3 separate regions of the Mus musculus genome follow, and regions 1 and 3 are each linked to region 2. A link is a contact called in public HiChIP or PLAC-seq data. All regions are on one chromosome and are shown on one strand. The core of a region is the stretch at or near the end of the contact, and the rest is flanking DNA. Distances in the headings are between cores, read along the strand shown.

The links. HiChIP or PLAC-seq counts read pairs in DNA pulled down with a chosen protein or histone mark.
Region 1: a contact with region 2 is called in an H3K4me3 HiChIP or PLAC-seq map of craniofacial prominence, with 5 times the contacts expected there. The contact joins the promoter of Zfp36l1 here to the enhancer-like site in region 2. A contact is called at or near these places in 1 of 39 promoter capture datasets (hippocampal neurons), 5 of 484 Hi-C or Micro-C datasets (bone marrow-derived macrophages, cortical neurons, nephron progenitors and 1 more), 33 of 115 datasets of contacts at active chromatin or transcription factors (the 230-238 cell line, the NIH/3T3 cell line, astrocytes and 24 more) and 3 of 9 other capture datasets (adipose tissue, embryonic stem cells and liver).
Region 3: an H3K27ac HiChIP or PLAC-seq map of regulatory T cells shows a contact between it and region 2, with 8 times the contacts expected there. The contact joins two enhancer-like sites. A contact is called at or near these places in 8 of 115 datasets of contacts at active chromatin or transcription factors (astrocytes, craniofacial prominence, differentiating embryonic stem cells and 5 more).

The regions. Positions count from the first base shown.
Region 1 is chr12:80,111,530-80,114,302 of GRCm38.p6, reverse strand. Zfp36l1 (zinc finger protein 36, C3H type-like 1) reads left to right here and starts at 1,290. Exons shown (of 2, transcript NM_007564.5): 1 at 1,290-1,484. The coding sequence starts at 1,428. It overlaps Gm52006, which reads left to right. Exons shown (of 3, transcript XM_030247048.1): 3 at 1-723.
Region 2 is chr12:79,714,338-79,717,037 of GRCm38.p6, reverse strand. The region is part of intron 8 of Rad51b (RAD51 paralog B); the gene reads right to left. Among named protein-coding and RNA genes, the nearest start is that of Gm36048, 83 kb to the left of the region's middle. Within about 2 kb of position 1,322, at least 47 of the 459 cell types and tissues checked have an H3K27ac peak or open chromatin away from gene starts, as enhancers often do. A contact at or near this core is called in astrocytes, cortical neurons, craniofacial prominence and 7 more, where this site is marked.
Region 3 is chr12:80,067,857-80,070,626 of GRCm38.p6, reverse strand. The region is part of intron 3 of Gm36660 (a long non-coding RNA gene); the gene reads left to right. Among named protein-coding and RNA genes, the nearest start is that of Gm36660, 17 kb to the left of the region's middle. Within about 2 kb of position 1,311, at least 40 of the 459 cell types and tissues checked have an H3K27ac peak or open chromatin away from gene starts, as enhancers often do. A contact at or near this core is called in regulatory T cells, where this site is marked.

The sequences.
Region 1 (2,773 bases), core at 41-2,540, 400 kb before region 2:
AGGCCACTGAGTTCCGTGGGTCTTATTGCTTGGTACCCCCAAACCGGGCATAGTGACAAGCCATATGTTCCGTTCGCGTGGGGGCGGGAGAGCAGCAAGAAGTGTCGCTTCCCCCACCTCTACCTTCCTTCTTACCAAAGTAACTTTTTCCCCCCTTGTTTTTAACATTCGGGGATGTGTGGAGGAGGCAGCCCGAATTCAAAGCGCGCGTGGAAAGTGACTTGTTGCTCTTTTATTTTCAGGGGGTGCCCTTGAAAGTCTGGACTTTTCTGCTGTAGCAAGTTTAAAGATCGGTTATGTGAACAAAGCGCCCCATCTAGGTCTGAAAGAATTCTGCCCAGGCAGTGGTGCCCCCACCATACCGGGAAAACGCAGGCTGCCGGCCCAGCACGCGTGGACCCCGCGCTGCGCGCAAAATCTTACTGCTCTCGCCCCCTCCAGCCTAGGCTCTCCTGGAGAAAAAGTTTTCTCTGGTCATCCCTACTTCTTTTGCTCACTGATGGGAAACAACAAACATAAAACTCTTGACTCGAACATTTGGGGTGCTCCGCATTCCTAAACTCCTCGCCCAGCTCATTTTGCGATGGGCAGCCGGGTGTGGACAGGGAAGTCAGGGGAAGGTAAGTCGTGCGGGCACTTGGAGAAGTTTCAAGGGACACTAGCTCAAGATGGAAACCGCAGCCCTGGCCCGCTCAAGACCAGCTCCAGCGCCTGCTAGGAAGAAAAAAAAAAAAAAAAAAGACAGGGGGGAGAGGGAGGGAGGAGGGGGGGGAGAGAGAGAGAGAGAGAGAGAGAGAGAGAGAGAGAGAGAGAGAGAGAGGAGAGTCGAGCCCGCCTTCCAACTCTTAAAAAAAAAAACCAACAAACACAACAACTCGAACTCCGAAGGGGGTGGAATGAGTGATGTCACAGAGCCGAGCAGCGAGGTTGACAAAGGGTGGGCGCCCCTCCCCCTCTGCCGGGCTCGGCCCAGGGGAGGGGCGCCCCCGGAGCCCGCGGACTCGAAACTTTTCCTCTTTAAGAAAAAAAAGTTTTGCGCCGCTCCGAGTGCTTTTTTTTTTTTTTTTTTTCCGCCTTCTTTCCTCGTCTCCCTCCCCCTTCTTCCTTTTGAAAGTTTCTTTCCTCCCCCTTTACCCCTCCCTCCCTCTTGACCGCATGGCTGATTCAACCTCAGTGTCAATCAACTTTTTTTCCGCCTCCTCTTCTTCATTTAAATACGTTTAAAGCTCCTCCTTCCACCCCCCCCAACCCACCAAATCTTATAAATTGGGCTTTGCGCGCCGCAGCCCGGGAGAGTCAGAAAGGCGAGGGGCGCCGGGAGCAGGCGTGTGGGACTCCTGACCGGAGAGCCGGAGGCTGCGCCTTCCCCGCACCGGGACCTTCACGACACACCAGATCCTAGTCCTTGCCCCGTGCGAACGCCCACGATGACCACCACCCTCGTGTCCGCCACCATTTTTGACTTGAGCGAAGTTTTATGCAAGGTAAAGCAGGGCGGAGCGTTGGCTTTTTGAAAGTTTCTCTTGTGCTCCAAGAAACTCTAAAAAGTTTGGGTCTCGGGGACGTGAAGGAGTTTCACTGCTTGCGTTTCCCTCCATGGTGAAGGAATTTGTTTATGTCCTCCTCGCACTTAAGTTTCAGGTCCCAGGTGGGGTTCTGTGAATCCGGGGAGCAAAGTTCTGGGCGACTGCTCCAGTTTGCGGGGCAAGGAGGTGCGGAAGAGTGGTTAGGTTTGGGACGAATTTTGAAGGATTCTTTTCTGCATGGTGCACCTCCGGAGCTGGGCTAAGCGGGTGGGCTCGGCTTCGCAGTGTGCGCCTTGGGTTTCCTGTACCCGCTGGAGATGTTCGAGGTTACCCAACACCTTTTGCTAGGGGTCTCTAGGAAAAGCGAGGTCTCAGGGCGGTATCTGACTGGGAGAATTTTCCTGTCTGTTTTGGGGAGCTAAGAGATAATGCGACGAAGAAAGAGGCCGACTTAAGGTTCAAAAAGATGTAGGCAAAGCGACTTTGTAGTGGAGTTTGTCCGCCCCAGCTGGGCTAGGTTCCCGCTGCGGGAGCTGGTCGATCGTGCTGCAAACTTGGGGCTGAAACTGTTTGCTTACCTGGGTTGTGAGGCACTACGGTTCGTTGACTAAGGAATAGGGGAACAAAATGCTGCCAGACCTCAAGTTCCCGCCAGTTAGGATTTAAGAGGGCCAAAATGGGGCAGTTTGCCAGTCAGGTTTTTGAAAAACAAAACAGAAAAAAACTTTTAAAACCGTAATGTTCCAGGAGTGCGATTGAAATAACTCCGTGAATGTTGTTAATTTTTTGCCCGCTCTACTTCCCCCAACCCCCCAATTTGAAAGGATGAAGCTGCTAGGCTACTTTTAATTGCTGAACTGTTTTTGCCTTCCCTTAAACACGTCGGGTCATGTTGCTCTCTTCCTAGCTCGCTGCTCCTGTCGGTGCAGCTGCCAAGGCCCCGGGGCTGCAGGGTTGGGGTGCAGGGCCGTGCTGGAGTTGAAGAGCAACATCAAAAACTTTGCATTTTCGGCTTCTTTCCCTCCCTGCGTTTTTCCAAGTCTGTTTGCCCTGGCGGCAGCCTGAGCTAGCCAACTCCATCCTGGGCCCCGCTGCCCCGCTCTTTGATCTATTTCTCTTTCTTTTGCCCCCTCCCCCCGCAGGACTTTTTAAATGAACCTCATTGTTGGAAGCGGCTCTCCTCTGGGTTCCTGTAATCCGCTCGGTGGGGTGGTTGCGGTTACAGGGTTACCGATTCCCGATCCCCT
Region 2 (2,700 bases), core at 73-2,572:
CAACCCTACCCCTGCTCCTGAGGATGAGTATGCTGTGTGTGTGTGTGTGTGTGTGTGTGTGTGTGTGTGTGAGAGAGAGAGAGAGAGAGAGAGAGAGAGAGAGAGAGGGAGGGAGAGAGAGAGAGAGAGAGAGAGAGAGAAGGCACTGAAGAAAAGGGACTGAAGCTCTAGAGACCAAAACTCTACTGGTCCAAGTGTAAGATGGTACCTCTTCAAATTCCTGGCAAAGTTCCCTCAGGTGCAAAGCCTATTTCAGTTCATCATTTAGTATGTCTGCCTCAAGTATCTAATAAGAGGTTCTGAAGTGGACACGAGTAAACTCTGGGTGTCAACTTTGGTCTAGACGCTTCTGAAGTTATGTGAGCTCAATTTCAAACATTTAAGCTTCGACTTCATCTGTAAATGGAGATGCCACCTATGACAATGGAGTTGGTGGGAAGGCTGTAGACACTGCTTACAAGAACAGAGCCTCGTGGCCAACAGGTAGAAAAATAGTCAATGGCGCCATCATGACTGCCGCTGCCCCTTCAGGCTGGATGCCCCATTGTTGGCTCTACTTTCCAGGACTCCAGCCAATGAAAGAGAGAAACAGAAATCATGATACTGTGTCTTCTCTGAGGATACTATGCATTCAAAACAACCAAATATGATGGTGAGAATGGATTCCAAAGGAGGTGGGAAGGGTCTTTCAGGAGTCAAGTGGGAAGGGACCAGGAGGGAGATTGGCAAGATCACTGACAGAGCTGCTGGGCAGAGTTGGAGGAAGAACAAGCTGTCTGCCTTCGCCAGCAGTACAAAGGCGGCAGAGACTAGGCACACTTCAGGAGATTCTTCTTGAAGCCGCCAAGTAAATTGTTTTGCTTAAGTGTTTGTTGTTGGGGACCCAGGAGCTCAGCCCAGATGGAGCAGATCCAGTTCCCCCACCCCAGCAAACACTGTAGAAAGGTCAAAAGCAAACACGCCAAAAAAGACCCACACCGAAAGCAGACTGGAGGAGATTTTTGTCCCCCTCCTTTTCCCTTTTTCCACTGTCTGAAAGAACTGGTCTCTCAAGTCTTTATTTCAGACAAAAAAAGAACCAACAACCCCCACTTCTAAACACTGGCACAGAACAACCACTTTTTCAGAGAGAAAACACACCACCCACGACACTCATTTTTGCCAGCAACATTCAAAATGGTCCCTTGATTCTGCCAAGGGGATGCAGAGGTGAACCCTCACATCTCTAGGCTGACAGGAGGTGCCTGCCTGAGCCTGTGTGCCTGCTTGGGCCCCTCCCTCCACAGCTGCTTGTATTTACAGTTCAGTACCTTGAACTAGGAGAGGAGATTTCATACCCCAGCAATGGCCTTTCTCCTCGCCCCAGCTCCCCGAGCCCTCTTCTTCAACAACAAAACCCTGCCTGCCCCAAGCTAAAGGAATCCAATCACCCAGAAAGGGAGACTTTATGAGCTCTCTGGGCGCTTTGGGCAGACGGAAGGGATTAAAGCGAGGTGTGCTTTATGTCTTTTGTATTTCCGCCTCTGCTGCCTTCTGGAGTAGCCAGTTCCCCACCTCGGACAATTCTGCCCGTCCTCTCGATGGGGTCTGTTTTTTCTTTCTTCCCCCTGTGGTTTTGGGGGAGATGGAAGGAGAAGGCAGTAAAAATTTCATCTTAGACGCATCATAAAACCTGGAGAGGCAGCTGCAGGCAGGTGGGGTAGGTACCACAGCATAGCCTCCTCCCCTGGCAGGGCAGACTTGGGGAGGGGTTTTTTGCATTTCTATAATACTTGTTTGGACTATAACACAAGGGTCCAGCTGAGACCCATCCTGACTAGGATTGGTACATCTTTAACAGGTATTATTAAGTTCTTCGTTTGTAAGGACACTCCAGCTCCGTGGAATACGTAATCATAAAATGAAATTCTTAAAATTACTTTCTCATGACTTTCAATACTTTTTTTTTTATCATAGGTTGGCATATCACATAATCTAACTGAAGAATAATTTATAGCCCAGGCCCTGCATTCCATAGACCAAGCAGACCATAACCCCCTCAGAGTGTTCAGACAGGTCCAAACAAGCAAGCCACCGCAAAAGAAACAAGAAAGGACAATATATATTTTTAAAAAGACATACATTCCCTCCATTAATCAATCAAAGAAAGCAAATAGGAAGACGTGAGCCAGTAGACATTGCTTTCACTTGTAAAAGTCACAGAGGTTGAGAAACAATTACCAGTCCAGCAACAGTGCGCATGATCAAGAATCCACAGTCCAGCAATAGTGCATATGATCAAGAATCCACAGTGCAGCACAGTGTGCATGACCAAGAACTCACAGGCACTCTTGATCATCATTCAAATAACATGCTGCCGATAGGCAGTTTGACACGTGAACATGGGAAAATGTACAGAAGCCGTTGAGGCTATTTAGGGATACATTCTAAACACACAGTTAGACAAGTATAGAAATCTGAATACAAAAGAACGGCCATTACAAAAATTTAGTGTATATAAGCTTGCCTACAGCAGACTTGCACAGTAAAAAAGGCCACACACTGCCAGTTCAGTATGACTTTGTTTTCTGACGGTGGCACATGTGAACGGACCCTGCACAGATCCCCAAAGAGGGGCTCACCAAACTTAACTCTCTCAGGAGAATGACCCTAGTTGACTTTTTCCATTTATACATTTCGGGTTTTTTTTTTCAGTACTTA
Region 3 (2,770 bases), core at 62-2,561, 350 kb before region 2:
TCAGCCTTGTACTTCTTAGGGAATAGAAAATACTTGTCCCCAGGGCCACTGAAATGCACAGCATGTAACATCTGTACAGAAAAAGTGTGTTTGTTTCCCAAGGAGAAATTTAGAATAGGGTGAGATAAATAAGGAAGACTTTCAGGCTCAGGGCATTCAAGAAGGGAGTTATGGAACACATAGCAGGTGTTTTAGGTGGGAGAACAATTTAATTGTGTGAATAGTGTTACCTGTGTAAACTTAACTTCTTCTGTAAATCTGAGGTCATGATGTCATGGTCCCTTCCTTCCCCATCACTTTGGAGCCAAACCTAACTTGGCAATAAAATGTGACCCACCTGGAGAGAGGCAGCTTGCAGTCTTCACTGAGCGGCTCTGACAGGACAGTTGCAGGACATGGATGTGGTGTCAAGGGCCTGACCTAAGGTGTGTGTGTGTACTCTGATGTGTGGTCCCCTAGGAATTAGAATGAAAGACTGTTAACTTGTATTCATAGCTCTGTCCTGCAGGCATTTACCAAGTACTTTTCAAACAATATAATCTTTACAGTGACTCTACAGGACTGGGGTTCTATTATATAGATGAGGATACTGAGACTCCACCCTAATAAATGAAGTTGCCATTAAGGCTGAATCTAAGATCGCACTGTCTGGGTAACAACATCGAAGTAATGTCCTTGGTGAGAATGGCTTTAAAATCAAGCTGCAGGGTCAACATGGTGACACATAGCTTTAATCCTTATACTCAAGGGACAGAGTCAGGAGGAACTCATTGAGTTCGAGGCCAGCTTGATGTACATAGCCAGTTCCAAGCCAGATAGGGCTACACAGTGAGACCTTGTCTCAAAACAAACAGATAGACAGTCAAAACCTACAACAAAGCCAAAATCCCCAAATAAACAACAAGACAAAAAAGACAAACAAGACAAGATAAACAAACCCACATTGAAGATGGACGTCAGATGGGAGAGGCTCAAGGAGAAAAGCTGGAGGGAAGGTGGGATTGAATTGGAAGTGGGGGTAGATGGTGGCAGGGTGACATCTCAGATCAGGTAAATGGCCAGGGTTGGGGGCTAAAGGAGATCCAGGCCTCTCAAGTATAGAGTCCTGGAGAGGAGTCTTCAGTTTGGGCAGCATAGCCTGGCTCCCTAACCTGGCCTTTAACCTGTCTTGGTTTTCAGCCATTCATTCCCCTTTCTGTCCAAAGAGGAACAGCCACAGAAGAAGAAAGATCCCCTTCGCCTACTCAGTGTGGCAGGAAGAGGAACCTGGATGTGATTTGGATTTTTTAAAAAAGAGATCTTGCTTTGGTGTGGCCCAATGTAGCTTTTCACTTGCGGGTCTGATTGCAACCACAAGTGACTGCACCTCTGAGGGGACTCTTGGCAGCCACCTCTGAGGGTGGGGTTTTCCCCTCCCCAGCCTTGTGACTCCTCAGGTGCCTCCAGTTATCTCTACAGCCACTGGAGACTTCTTCAGGCCAAACTGAAGCATCTGACAAACATTCGAGGCCAGCCTGATCTACAGAGTGAGTTCCAGGACAGCCAGAACTAAGGCAGAGAAGCCCAGCTTCAACAAAACAAAACAAAACAAAACAAAACAAAACAAAACAAAACAGAAAAAAGAAAAAAGAAAAAAGAAACCATCAGCCTTCTAAAAAATGTGAACTGGATTCTGTTCTAGTCTTAGCTCTTTCTTGACTCATCTCCTCACTCTTCAGACCTCTTCCCTCTCCCTCCACAAATTAGTGGCTCCCCCACTTCCCACCCCATCCCTCCTTCCCTCCCCCTGAAGCCCTTTTTTCCCATGCATCCTTCTTACTTTTGAGCATGCTTGTGACCTGCTGAGTTTAATTAGGGTTGTTTGCATCAGTATGGGGGGGGGGTTGTGATGTACTGAAACATGGGTAACTCATTAGTGACTCCAGTACTGAAGAAAGTGACATCCTCTCCCCAGAGGTCATTAACTGTCAGGAGTCCCTTAGGCAGGAGTGGGGCCTCATGAGCTCCCCCAGCCCCCCAGATGAAAATTTGATGGACCCAGTGTTGTGCAGGTCTTTTATGGTAGCCATAGCTGCAGTTGAGTTCCTGAGTCCACTATCCATGTCATGTCCATGTTTTGTGGCACACCTCCCTATCCTCCGATCCCTATGCTCTTTTCACCCCCTCTTCTGAGATATTTGCTGCCATGTTTGGGGTCAATCTCTCTTCTGTTCCGTTTGGCTTCTCTTGAAGCCTGAGTGAAGTGGGATGAAGATGGGGCAGCCACGGATGCTGAGAAGAGTATGGAGTATAACGGCAAGAGGATGCTGCTGTCTGCTCATCGCCTAGGACAGAAAATCTGCCTTCCTACCTGCTCTGATTCTGTTTTACTGGAGAAGAGGACCTGCTGTATAGCAAGGCTCTTTATTCCCATAATTCTCTGTCTCTAGGCCATTCGAGTACAGCCCAAACTTCAGTGGCAAAGAAGAGGCAAGTTTCAGAAGCATGAACAGGGACACCTGCTTTCTTGTTTTGATAACGGATGAAAATATCTTCCCTTTGCTGCTGTTGCTACGCTGAATCAGGATTGAGAAGTTAGAGTATCTCTTACCTGATTGGCTTAGGACCACTTGCAGTTCATTGGTCAGAGTCATTCAGACGCCCCTCCCCTCCTCCTCCTCCTCCTCCTCCTCCTCCTCCTCCTCCTCCTCCTCCTCCTCCTCCTCCTCCTCCGACTGCAAAGCATTCTGGGAAATTCAGGGTCTTCCATGGATAATTAGTGGGTGAAAAT